Linked DNA regions of Zea mays: regions 2 and 3 are each linked to region 1. The links are chromatin contacts, called in public Hi-C maps. All regions are on one chromosome and are shown on one strand. Each heading gives the region's core, a stretch centred on a gene start, on an enhancer-like site or on the middle of the called end of the contact. The rest is flanking DNA. Distances are from core to core; before and after follow the strand shown.

Region 1 (4,136 bases), core at 664-3,163:
CCATAAGCCTAAAACCATCATTACCGACTACTACTACTACTACGTAGCACACAGAAATTTCACAAAAATCCCCTGTAAACGGAGGCAGAAACACCCACACATGATACAACGAACGACACAGCAGCGCAATAAGAGCTGCATGCGGTCCTAAACACCAGCGCGCTCTCCTCCCCTCCCCTCCCCTCCCCCATCTCTATACATCATCACAGCCATACAGGTAGGCAGGCACTGACACTGAGCAGGTCACGGCGCCACCAATGGCGCAAGGGGTTTAAACAAAAAGCACAAACCCATATACGTAACTGTAGCGGTGGTAGTTCGTGGTGGTAAGAGGGGGTCTGATCTCTTGGTTTTGGGGAGGGGGAGCGCGCATACGTGAGAGCTCGTTTGTGAGCTTTTTTTTTTCTTCTTCACGGTGTTAGCCGGCAAGGATTGACCCGGCCCGGGCCTTGGGAGGCCTCGGCGGGGAGTCCACGTCCTTGGGGGATGGAGCTCCTCTCGGCGCCACGTTCTTGGGTTTGCTCTCCTTCCGCTCCATCTCCTCGTCCATTTCGATCTGCTCCCTCCTGCAATCCTCGGTGCAGAACGGGATGTCACCTCTGCACAAGAGACACAGGGGCACCCATATAAGATTAATCCAGATTAACAGGCTTGGGAATTGGGATGTCATGAATAGATATCTTTGGATGCCTGCACCACCTTTTTTTGAAAAGAGAAAAATGTGCACCACTTGTACTCGTGCAACAAAACCATTGAATCAGTGTTATAGATGAAATTAAAAAGGGGTATACGAGACCCATGGCAGAGTAGCTTCAACATGCCCACATATTCATGGAACTGGCGATAGCCACAACGCGTCATTCAGGAATACTATACTACTGCCTTACCGCCTCACAGGTACCAAACCAATAAAGCTCCCGTGCTTAGCAGCGAAGCTTTTTTCCGATTACCAACTTCCATATATAAAAGAACAAACGAGAGAGGGTATTCCGTGGTAAATTGGCAGGAGCTCACGGCATGGCCATAAATAAGCGCACCAATTTAGGGTCCCAGGAATTTAATTGATTCACGCGCAAAAGCAACCTGAACAAACACATCAAGGGCGACAAAACCATCCCACCAACACCACATCGGAAAGAGGAAAAGGAGCTCTCAGCTCTCACCAATTTTTTCGTGCCACTAGTATACTTTTCTTTTTAATCTGGCCTGGACGTTCGAACTAAACCGCGGAAGAAAAGGAAAGTTATGAGAAATAATACGTCCGCCTCCCACTTTTTCCGGCAGACGATTCGGCAGTCAAATTCCCTGCTCTTCCAAGGGAAAATACACCTTCCAAAGACGTCGGAAACGTCCATACCACGGGACCCGCCGCAGAAATTCCCAAAACCATCCCTCCCAACAGAGAGCGTAAAGCAAGACGAGCGGCACAGGGCCAGGTAGCGGTAGCGCTAGCGCTAGCGGTAGCCGTAGCCATGGCGGCGGCAGAGTGGCGAACCTGTACATAAATATGTCGCGGTTGCTGGGGAGGGGCTTCCGGCAGAGGAAGCAGGCCTCCAAAAAGTGGCCCAGCGGCAGGCCTCCGGCTCTCGCCCCAGCGCGTCCACCACCTCCTCCTCCTCCTCCTCCCGACGCGGCCACCAGCTCGTCCTCCACGCCAGAGCTGACGAGCCGGGTCCACGCCGCCGCGGACGCGCCGCCCCCGCTCCCTCTCCAGCCCCCTCTTCCTCCTCCGCTGCCGGTCCTACCCGCGACGCTGAGGCCCAAGTCCATCGGCGGCGGTGAAGAGGAGCCCACCCCTGGACTGGATCCACCTCCCCGCCCCGCGGGCGCGGCTGGTCGGTGCGATCGGGCCCGGACCCGTTCGGTGGCTCGCGTGTTCGTGTCCGCGCGGCGGTGCGAGGGGGAGGGGAGAGATGGACGGTGTGCTGTATCGGTGTGTTTAAAGGGGAGACAGGAGGTGGAGTGGTTTTATGAAGTGAGCGTCGAGAGGGGGTGGGTGGTGGGTCCAGGCGGCCCCAGTGCGTGGCCCACCTGGCAGTGTTGGTTAGTGGGATTCGTTGCCTCGCGGGACCACCTCGGCACGGCTCGGCTCCCAGGGTTGCTTTGCTCCACGACCACGATCACGACGAGGGACGAGCAGAGGAAGGCAGCAAGCCTCCTCCGCCTTCCGGGCCTTTTTTTTATCCCTTCTGTTTTTCTCGGACGTTCTTTTTCGCCTGGGGATTGGGCCCGGTCGCTCGGGCGCCTGGGTTTTGTTTTAGGCCCGGTCCCGTATCGAGGTTCGACGCTCGTGTGGAACTTCTGTAACTGTTCAGTGGGGACAACTGGGTTCGGGCCGACTTGACAGTGTGATTATATGGCTTTTATACACTTTGCGGGTTTACGCGTTGCACTGGGTTCTTCGGTTCTTATACAATCAGATCTTATATAAGTCATGCAAGCGAGACAAAAAACAGAACCGCTCCGTTCCAGATTACCAAACACAGAACAGAGCGGCTCCGTTCCTAGAATCAGGGATAGAACGGCTCCGTTCTATTTGGCTCCTCAACCAAACACTACCTTAGTTCATGATCCAACCATATATCATATTTAACATTTAAACCTTTCCACCACCGATTTATGTAGATTTATAAAAAATCCCCTAACAAACCATGATTATATCTACGGTTGAAATTTTGAATCATGATCTAACAAACCAACATGTTCACTTGCACACTTGCATATAAGGTCTGATTGCATATTAGTTGTTGTCCTAGCTACCACCTCCATCTGCGACGCAGAGGTGCGGATCGATCTATAGTTGTTCAAACAATGGGTCAAGTTCGGATTAGATCAAAGTTAGGATATGAGTCGTTTAACATGGTCTAATCAGTCTATTCCTGTTTAAACGCCGGGTTAAGTTTGTAGAAGGCAAAAATTAGGTTATGAGTCGGTTTTTCGACTCAAACACAAGTTTATTGTCATTTCGACATAGCAACGAGCCACTAACAAGATTCTTTTTATGAAGAGGACATGTTGCACGCTCTTCAATAGCACCGTCTTTTCCGAAGTAAACTTCAGAATGATTGTACCAACACCAAGAACACGCACATTTGATTCGTTCCCCATCAGCAAGGCTCTAGCTCCATTGCACTGACAAGAAGAAGACAAAGAAATATCAGCACACACATGAATGTTAGAACCAGTGTCAGCCCACCACTCAGGGGACTAACACACCGAAAGAACAGTACGTAAAAGATTATCATACCTCGATGTTCCTTTTGAGGTCTCGCTAACAACCATATTTGATGTTTTCTTCTCTTGAACTGATTTTTTCTCTTGCTTGATTTTGCGGTCTGGACAAGCGCTTGCCCAGTGATTAGTACTCCCGCAAACAAAGCAACCAGCTCCTTTATTCTTCTTTTTAAACGAGGTTGTATGCTTGGGTTTCGTGGCATTCTGTTGCTTGTTCTTTCTTTTATTATTATGTGACACATTGGAGTTCTTCTTTTGTACCATATTGGCACTAGAAGTCTCAACTCCTTTTACACAAGTGCCTTTTGCTCTCGCCATCTCCTCAACATCAAGAGACCCAATAAGCTCAGACACGCTAAACTCTTGTCTCTTATGTTTTAGAACGATAGCAAAATCCGTCCAATAAGGTGCCAACTTAGCAATAATACCGCCAGGCACAAACTTGTCAGGCAAGACATGGGAACTATTCGAGTTCCTTAGCCAGTGCCTGTATTTCATGAGGTTGTTCAACTATAGGACGATTCTCTACCATCTTGTAGTCAAACAACTGCTCCATGATGTACAACTCGCTACCAACATCAGAAATACCGAACTTCTCATCTAATGCGTCACATAACTCTTTTGCAGATGTGCACGTTAGATAAGAATCAACATACTTGTTGGCAAGAGCGCCAATCACGGTGCCTCGAAACAGGTTATCGGCAACGTCGAATATTTTCTCCTCCTCAGGAGTGAACTGTTCGGGTTTCCCATGTGCGGCGTGATAGCAGTTCATTGCAGTCAACCACAGTATCATCTTACCACGCCACCTCTTGTAAAATGTCCCATCAAAAGGTTCACTTGGTTTTAACGCAACAGCAAAACCACTAACAGAAAAATGTCTAATATCAGGTTTTTGGATT
Region 2 (4,136 bases), core at 683-3,182, 480 kb after region 1:
CCCAAGCCTTCGTCAGTTCTCCGATCGAGGAGTTGTCTTTAGTGTGGATTGAGGTACCCTTCGCCTCTTGTGACTAATGTAACCTGCTTAGTTTATATTTAAAGTAGACCGAATGAGGGGGTGGATGGCCTTCGCTCCAACACCTAGCGAAGCCGATGATTGCCGATCGTTGGTCACTCCACACACCGGAGAGTCCGGTGGCGCACCAGACAGTCCGGTGCAGTCTAGTGATCGTTGGCCAGGCTGACGTGTCCTGTGTAGATTACGCAGTCGACCACTGGCCAGACACTCGGCTGCCACACCAAACAATACGGTGCACACCGGACAGTCCGATGATTTATAGTCGCGACACCCTAGCTGATTCCTGAGAGCGGCTTGTTCGTCGTCTGACAGCATGGACACTGGATATTGTCCGGTGCACACGGGACAGTCTGGTGCACCCTATACTGGCACAAGTTTGGCTAAACTTAGCCAAACACAATTTCTCCAAATCGATTCAACTTGAGAAATTTCCTAGCACTTAGATAAATATAGTTAGCATCTAAAACAATTTATTAAGTGCTAGAATCATACCTTGTTCCTTCAATGCAATAAGATTTGTAATGTACACCAAGATGCACTTTTTTTTTCTCAATTTGCCTTTCATATACCCGTGCTTATGCTCATACAAGAAGACGATGGTCCAAAACAATGTGTTGAGCATTTAATCACCAAAACAAAATATAAATGGCCCAAGGGCACATTTCTCTTTCAGTCATGGCTCGCCCGAGGCCAATCTCGAATAAGCAGTGCATTTCTGACTCGCCCAAGGGCATCTCGAGCGATGCTATAGAAAGTGCCTAACTCCGCCGACCAACTATATAAGACGGACCGACTGACCAACTCTCCACCGACCAACTACGCCGACCAACTCTGTGAAGCGGAATAGCTGACCAACTTTCTAATGACTAACTCTCCGATGACCAACACTGTCGAGCAACCCGGCGAGGCAAAAAGATCTAATGCCAGCGCTATTGATCCACGTCGGTTACGACGGGACGCACCACCATCAAGCCACGTCCGGACATTCGCACAACATGCTGAATGGGCACCGAGGTCTCTATAGTAATTAGGGGTACCCAGATCACAACCATAAAGTGTCTAGACACTTGAGTAAGAAAGGGTAATAAGCAAACATACTCCCAACCTTACCAAGGCATGAGAGACCTAAGTCACGACTCGATCGAGGCCAACCTCGGACTGGAGACGCAGTCACGACTCGCCAGAGGCTACCCCGGGTGGGAGACGCAGTCAAGACTTGTCCAAAGCCATCGTTGGGCGAGACGCACTCACGACTCGCTCGAGACCAACTTCGGACGGGAGACGCAATCACGACTCGAACGAGGCCAACCCCGAGCGGGAGACGCAATCATGACTCACCCAAGGCCAACCCCCGGGCGACAGACGCAGTTACGATTCGTCGAGGCCAATCTCGTGCGGAGACACAGTCACGGCTCGCCCGATGCCAACCCCGGACAAGCAGCACATTTCCAACTCGTCCGAGGGCCGAGGGCATCTCCAGCGATGCTCCAATTGGTGCTCAACTCCGCTGACCAGCTCTGTAAGACGGACCGACTGATCAACTCTCTGCTGACTAACTTTACGAGATGGACCAGCTAACCAACTCTTTAATGACCAACTGACTCCGTGGCTGCAAGAATCTCCAATACTGTGTTTGATTGCCGATGCACAAGCGTCACTGCAAGAATCGCCGGCAACGTTACTCCGGGCCCAGACGGAAGACAAAGATGCGCCGTGGGCCTTCGAACCGATTGGAGCAAAGAGCCGTGAAGTGTAAAATGGGCCCAAAGTAGGCTACCCGCTTCCATGCACCGAAACAATATTTGGTGGGCCGACTTGATATCATACGAGCTTCTCGGAGCCTCTGCCTTTCCGAAAGCCGATAGCCAGGCCATTCCGCACCGCCAAAATTGCTCCGCGCGGGAATTCCAATTTCCTCCCCACCTCCGCCCGCTTCCCAGTTCCCAGTGCACAGCCGATTCGTCTCCATTCCTATCTTCTCCCATTCCCTCCCCAGTCCGACCTCCGACCCCCCATTTCGTCGCCGCCGCCGTACTCGCCGAGAACCCGCCCCAAATCCATAGGCCCATCCCTTACCCATTAACCCCCAATGCCTCCGAAGAAGCGCGCCGCCGCCGCCGCCTCTTCAAAGAAGCCGCAGCCATCGCAGCCATCGCAGCCCGCCAAGTTCGGTATCCTCCACTTCTTCGAGCGCCAGACCCAGGCCTCCCAGAACGCCAAGCGCCAGAAGCCCGACCCCCCTGCGCCTCCCCCTCCTCCTCCGCCGCCGCCCGAGAAGGAGCCCTCGGAGGTCTCGCCGGAGGTTACCAAGACGCTGGCGCCGAAGCGTGTCAGATTTTCTCCCGGAATGGTGAGCGTTAGCAGCCGCCGTCTGCTTTGGCTGTAGTTTGGGTGGAATATTTTTTCACCTTATGGGTTCTTGCGGTTCAGTTGATTAAGCAGAGCCAGGACGATGGGGTCGCGGAGGTGGTGACTTGGAAGATCTCGCCGGTGAACCATCGCCTTGGTACGACGAAGTCGAAGCAATTTCTGGGGATGGCGCCCCATCCGTACTCAAGCGAGGTATACTAATGCGTTTCTTTTGCGCAAGTATGGGCCAGTACGGGCTTGCGCTATGTGCAATTAGGAAGCCTGTATTTCCGTATTGCATGTGCTGGAGTTATTGTACGGCCAGTTGATGCGGTAAATCAAATTATCCATTTATGGTTTCTGATTTGTGTTTCTTATGTGTCATTGACATGGTAGAAAAATTCCTCCCTTGATGCTATGAAGAAGTGGCATTCATCTCCATTGGGCTTGTCAAGGTGTACTACTTTGGGAAGTAATTCAGGAGTTCTTGGATCTGCTATAGTTGGTTGTGATGGTGTGGGGGATACTCAGAGTCCATTTCGGACCCCACCATCGCTTTCCTATGGCTGCAACGAGGTACATTGGTTATGCGCTTTGTTATAGTGCATGTTGTCAGCTAAATGTGAGTGCCAGTCATTTTGATAGGTAACCTTCTTGTTCCTTGAGCAGCAAGTGAGCAGTGGTGTAACTTCTGAGGGAGGTGCCGAACCATCGGGAGCAGGGCAGCACAAAAAGGTGACTAAATGCGATCTCCAAAGAACTAGAGTACTAGTTCCAGAAAAAAATCAGCTTAGAGTCAAATTGTTCTCATCGCAGGCATTACTTGATCTTCTAGACCAAGTAGAGGATGCAATCATGGAAGAAGAATTGCCTGCTGATCCTGGAAATAAAGGAGGGCAAACCACGAATGAGGATATCACCAACAATAGCCGTTCTCCTGTTGCTGATACTGACTTAACTATCCCATCCAAGAAAACTATTCATGTCCCACCCTTCAATAGTTTTCTTGTCTTGGAGGTTTACCTTATAACTTCCTCTTGTTGGTTTAAGTTCACGTGAAACAGTTCTCCTATAGTGAAAAATAAGAATTTTCGTGTGTTACTTTACCTTTCAGGTGTCCGAAAAACATAAAGCTGATGATTCATCATGTGATCGCTACCCTGTTAAGGTGTCTGCCTTCTTTACATTTACGCGTGAGATAAATGTGTGATAGCCATTCTTATATTGACAAGCAATTGATTATTCTGCCAGGTTCTGCGTCTGCTGAATGAACACTCTGGTACAGAATGTGCCGTGCATCTGTGTGATGAGTGGTCAGTACAGAATTACCGTCCCCCCCGCCCCCCCGAACAAACACCTCCAATTGTTTGAAAGACAACTTTGCCTTTTTTTTAATTCCTGACTTAAGCCTTTGGTGTTTACTTCAATTGGACACTGTAAGGGCATGTTGAATATAGGTTCCATGGTTCTTAAGATGTGTTATCTGCATCGGCAGTGTTATTAAAAAGGCGCGCCTTTGAAGCGCTACTGAGGTGGTAAAGCGCTGTAACGTTTTACGAATCGACGTAAAACACTCGTTTTAAGCGCTAAAGCGCCACTTTTTAGCGTTAAAACGCTCTGGGCCGTAAAAAGCCCACATTTTGTCGCTTTTCAGATTTCCAGCCTAGCCCATTTCTCCTAACCTAAAACAGGGATGTCCTTCTCCT
Region 3 (4,136 bases), core at 1,049-3,548, 360 kb after region 1:
ATCTACAATTGAAAACTCATACTCAACGTCCATTTCGGCAACCGAAATTGCCACCGGCCTATTGATGTAAAAGATGACCAGGACACCATATGTGAGGGGGGAAAAACAGTCTCAACTGAGCAGGTTAAGTAGATCACCAAGAAAAGTGAACGAAACATGCTCAACTGAAATCTAACACCTCACGATCACAGTTGTCTATTTTCATACCGATCAAAATCCAAACACCTGACGTCTGATGACTGCTTTCTCTCTCTTTTTTTCGGTCAAGATCTGACGTTTTCAGATCATGCAGCAATTAAGGAGTTCTGCAGAGAGGCGAGAGCTTACTCAAGAAAAATGGAGAAACATATCTTGGCCTTGTATTTGCAGTAGTGGTGACAGTGCTCTGGCCGGAGCCCGAGCTCCTCCGCGATGTCGGCGATAGGGAGTGGCTCGACGGGATGTAGATGTCCGCCGGCACCAGCGATGCCACATCCGGCCGGATCGTCTGGCTTGGCATCTCAAGCAGCAGCGGCGGCGAGGCGACGGCGCTGAATTTCACGACGACGGTTTGGGCACCGTCGATCGCGGTGAATTTGGCGCGCAAAGAAAGCCCGCTCACGCGCAAACCAGAGTACGCGCGCGATCCGAAGCCGTACAACGCTCGTCGACTCCACCTCGGACCACAAGCCCTTGCCGCCGGTGGGACTGGATAAAGACGGGCATTGTTGCTACTTGATCGGAGAATCTCAGAACGCAACAAGAATTCGAGCACGAAAACACTGGGTACGGGGAGCTTCTTCCTTTCTACAGCGTTGCAACATGTTCCGCTGACAAACGGCACCGTTAGAAATGTCGGCGCCCACGTGTCAGTGGAACAGTTTGCGAGGCCTAAATGCTTTTTCCCATAGCTTTCATGTCAAGGTAAAATGAAAAGGGAGAGAAAGAAAAGAAGGATAAAACCCCCGAAATGTAATGGTCGTGTAAGATTTTGGGGGTGAAAATGGACTGAACAAGTGGGAGAACGGTGAGAGAGAAGTTTATGTTTACAGGGGTCAGTCACAGTGACAGGGAGACGATGAATTCACCGGAAGCGGCCACCATCGGCGAGCTTCCAGGAGCGGCAATGGTGGAGCGAGGCGCTGGACGTGAGCGGGTGGAGTGGCGACGGGCGGAGATCGCCGGAGACGATCGCGTCCGGCGGGTGGCCGCCACGGAGGTGCCTCGCCATGCTGGGCCGCACGAGCGGGCTGATGCACATCGAGAACCCCGAGACACCGGCCCCGGGCGCTCCCAGTCCCGAGCGGCGGCGGCACGGGGTTTTCCGCATCGGCGACGGCGAAGGCAGCCACAGCGACTCCGCTGGGGAAGTGCACTCCTCGCCGTCTCCGTCGGTGTACCTCACAGGCGAGAGCCCCCGGCCGCTGATCCCGCGGCACGAGCGCCGCGGCGGGGATGGCGGCGGCAAACCGGCCTCTCTGTCCTTCCTCCCACTACGGCGGGAGCGCGGCACGATCCCCGCGAGCCACCACGAGGACCTGTACTTCGCCCCCTCCTTGTCGCGGCGTTTGTCGTCCTCCGACCTCTGGCCGAAGAGCGCGGCGAGCACGGAGAACCTGCCGCGCCGCCTCCGGAACCCGATGTCTCCGTCCTCGAACCCGGCTCCTGATCCGGCGCCGTACGCGGGGCCGACCTGCGGCGTCCGGAAGAAGAGCAGGCTGCCCGGTGGGCGCCCCCGCGGCGCCGACGCGTCGGACTTGCGGCGGCACACGTACGGCGACACCGACCTCGGGAACACCGGCTCGGGCTCCTGCTCCTCCGGCGGGGGCGGGGGCGGGGGCAGCGAGGACGCCGCGTTCTGCGCGGCGGCGAGCGCGAGCAGGCGGTCGCGGAGGCACGGCGCGCAGACGCCGACGCCGCCCTCGTACGGGTGCCTGGCGCACCTCATCGTCGATCTCCCCTTGCCGCTGCCGTGACCATTAAACGAGCTCTGTCCCTTTTCGTTACTCGAGGCTGTCTGGTGTCTGCGTAGTCAGCTCCTCCTCCAGTGGTGGAAGGGTAGGGTAGGAGTATCTTCTCTGCGACCGGCTCTCTCTCCTCTGTGCACTGCAGCGCGATTGGAAATTTCGATTCCTCGCTCGAGGACGGTGTTTAAAATATGGCTGGATCACGTGAGAAGGCGTGCGTGCGTGCGTGCAAGAAAGGAAGAGATGGTTTGCGGTAAACGAGCTGGTTTCGTTTCAGTAACCGTGCTCAGACCCCGCATGCAAACCAGTACGGGCAGCAGCACTAGGTTTTCGTGTCCCGATGGCGGCAGCGCGTGCACGCGTGCTCCGCCCGCGTGGGATGGATGCGCTGCACTGCACGCTTGGCTAATGCAAGTCCGGATCTATCCGTATGCTAAGCACCCTGTAAATCCATGTATGCTTATTGCTTAGTACTCCCTCCGGTTTCCTATTAGTTGTCGTTTTGGATAAGGTTCGAGTCAAACTTATAAATTTTTTACTACAAATAACTATTTTGTTATTTAGTTTTGGAACCTAATATTTATATGCGCCAATTTATCATAAAAAGTACTTTTATAAAAGTATAAATGTATTAAGAGTTCATTTGTATTTTAACAAAAAATATTGGTCAAAGTTATATTTTGGAGACCGTGTCGTTGTCCTAAACAACAACTAATAGGAAACCGGAGGGAGTACTACTGATCCATGTACTGTACGCAGTGGCTCGTACAGCGTGCAACCTGTGCATCCAACGGGAGCTGTGCACGGCGCGTCGGCGCCGTATCCTGTACGGCTGACCAGGCCACGGGCGAGCTTAGCAGTACCACTGCACTGCACTCCGTGAGTCCGTGTCGTCCGTGACGCCCAAAGCGACGGGCCAGGCGAAGCGATCGTCTCCAGCGTTCTCGAGCTCTCGCCGGCCGTCGACGAGCCAGCTCGCGGGCGGGAGAACTCGACGACCACGACGCAGGTCCACTTCCGAGCCGAACCTTCCTGCACCTGCACCTGCAATTGACCCGGCGAAAACGAAGCGTGATCGACGCTGCGCCGGGCAGCTTTCTCGTGCCCTCGGGTTACAGAATGCAGAATAATCCTTATCTGCCGCATTCCCGGCAGCAGCAGCGCCACACAAACACGGTGTGACGGGCCCGCTCGGTCACACACTCGACACAGCACGGGCCATCGAAAGCTTCCCACTACTAGCCGGAGTTTCTTCTCCGACGGAGTCAGCACTCAGCAATCACGTACATCTCACCTGGTTTCTTCCCACCAACACTACCGGAATCAGCTTCTTTGCCGTGTGTTCTAAACACACGGCAAAGGCTATTTTACACTCGGCAAAGCCTTTGCCGAGTGTAACACTCGGCAAAGAACGCTCGGCGAACTGTACATCGGCAACAGCTTCTTTGCCGAGTACTTTTTGTCGGGCACTCGGCAAAGACTTTGCCGAGTGCCATTTGGCACTCGGCAAAGAAAAGTCACCGTCACGGCGCCAAGTGACGGTGACGGATCCTTTACCGAGTGCCAACGGCGACACTCGGCAAAGACTGGTCTAGTGGACCCCACAGCCAGTCTCTGTGCCGAGAGCCCTAGTAGGCACTCGGCAAAGGAGGTTTCTTTGCCGAGTGTCTGGTGGACTGGCACTCGGCAAAGAACCCTCCAGTGGGCCCCTTTGCCAGTCCCTTTGCCGAGTGCCTTGGCAACGGCACTCGGCAAAGACATCTTTGCCGGTTCCCAGGTTTCCTTCTTTGCCGAGTGCCATGGTCAGCACTCGGCAAAGATGGCTTTACCGGTTCCCAGGTTTCCTTCTTTGCCGAGTGCCATGGTCATAGCACTCGGCAAAGCGACCTTTGCCGAGTGTTACACTCGGCAAAGTGACCAGGATGTCCCTTTTTTATTTGTTTTTGTTGTTCCATCCAAACAAACAAAAGATATATATCATTCACATCACATTATATATCATTCGCATCACAGAATCAACACATTTATCATCAACACCATATATATCACAAATATCACCACATAAATCAGGTTTCACAGCACATAAGTCTCATTAAGTATCTCACAAGACCAAGTATAACTAACATCACCAACACTCACAAATATAAGTTTGGATCATCACAAAACAGATATAAGTCTGGATCATCACTA

Evidence for each region. Hi-C and Micro-C count contacts between places; a contact is called where the count stands out from the background.
Region 2: a contact with region 1 is called in a Hi-C map of endosperm, with 3 times the contacts expected there. The contact joins the promoter of LOC103648427 here to the promoter of LOC100276205 in region 1. A contact is called at or near these places in 2 of 25 Hi-C or Micro-C datasets (ear and endosperm).
Region 3: a Hi-C map of bundle sheath shows a contact between it and region 1, with 2.8 times the contacts expected there. The contact joins the promoter of LOC109943965 here to the promoter of LOC100276205 in region 1. A contact is called at or near these places in 3 of 25 Hi-C or Micro-C datasets (bundle sheath, endosperm and tassel).

What each region holds. Positions count from the first base shown.
Region 1 is chr2:15,035,288-15,039,423 of Zm-B73-REFERENCE-NAM-5.0, reverse strand. LOC100276205 reads right to left here and starts at 1,913. Exons shown (of 2, transcript NM_001371537.1): 1 at 1,496-1,913; 2 at 1-599. The coding sequence starts at 1,770. The coding sequence ends at 419.
Region 2 is chr2:14,552,245-14,556,380 of Zm-B73-REFERENCE-NAM-5.0, reverse strand. It overlaps LOC103648427 (DNA replication ATP-dependent helicase/nuclease JHS1), which reads left to right and starts at 1,932. Exons shown (of 34, transcript XM_020548161.1): 1 at 1,932-2,431; 2 at 2,512-2,643; 3 at 2,827-3,006; 4 at 3,100-3,165; 5 at 3,247-3,447; 6 at 3,545-3,598; 7 at 3,682-3,743. The coding sequence starts at 2,171.
Region 3 is chr2:14,674,765-14,678,900 of Zm-B73-REFERENCE-NAM-5.0, reverse strand. It overlaps LOC109943965, which reads right to left and starts at 2,298. Exons shown (of 2, transcript XM_020548170.3): 1 at 328-2,298. The coding sequence starts at 1,927. The coding sequence ends at 1,064.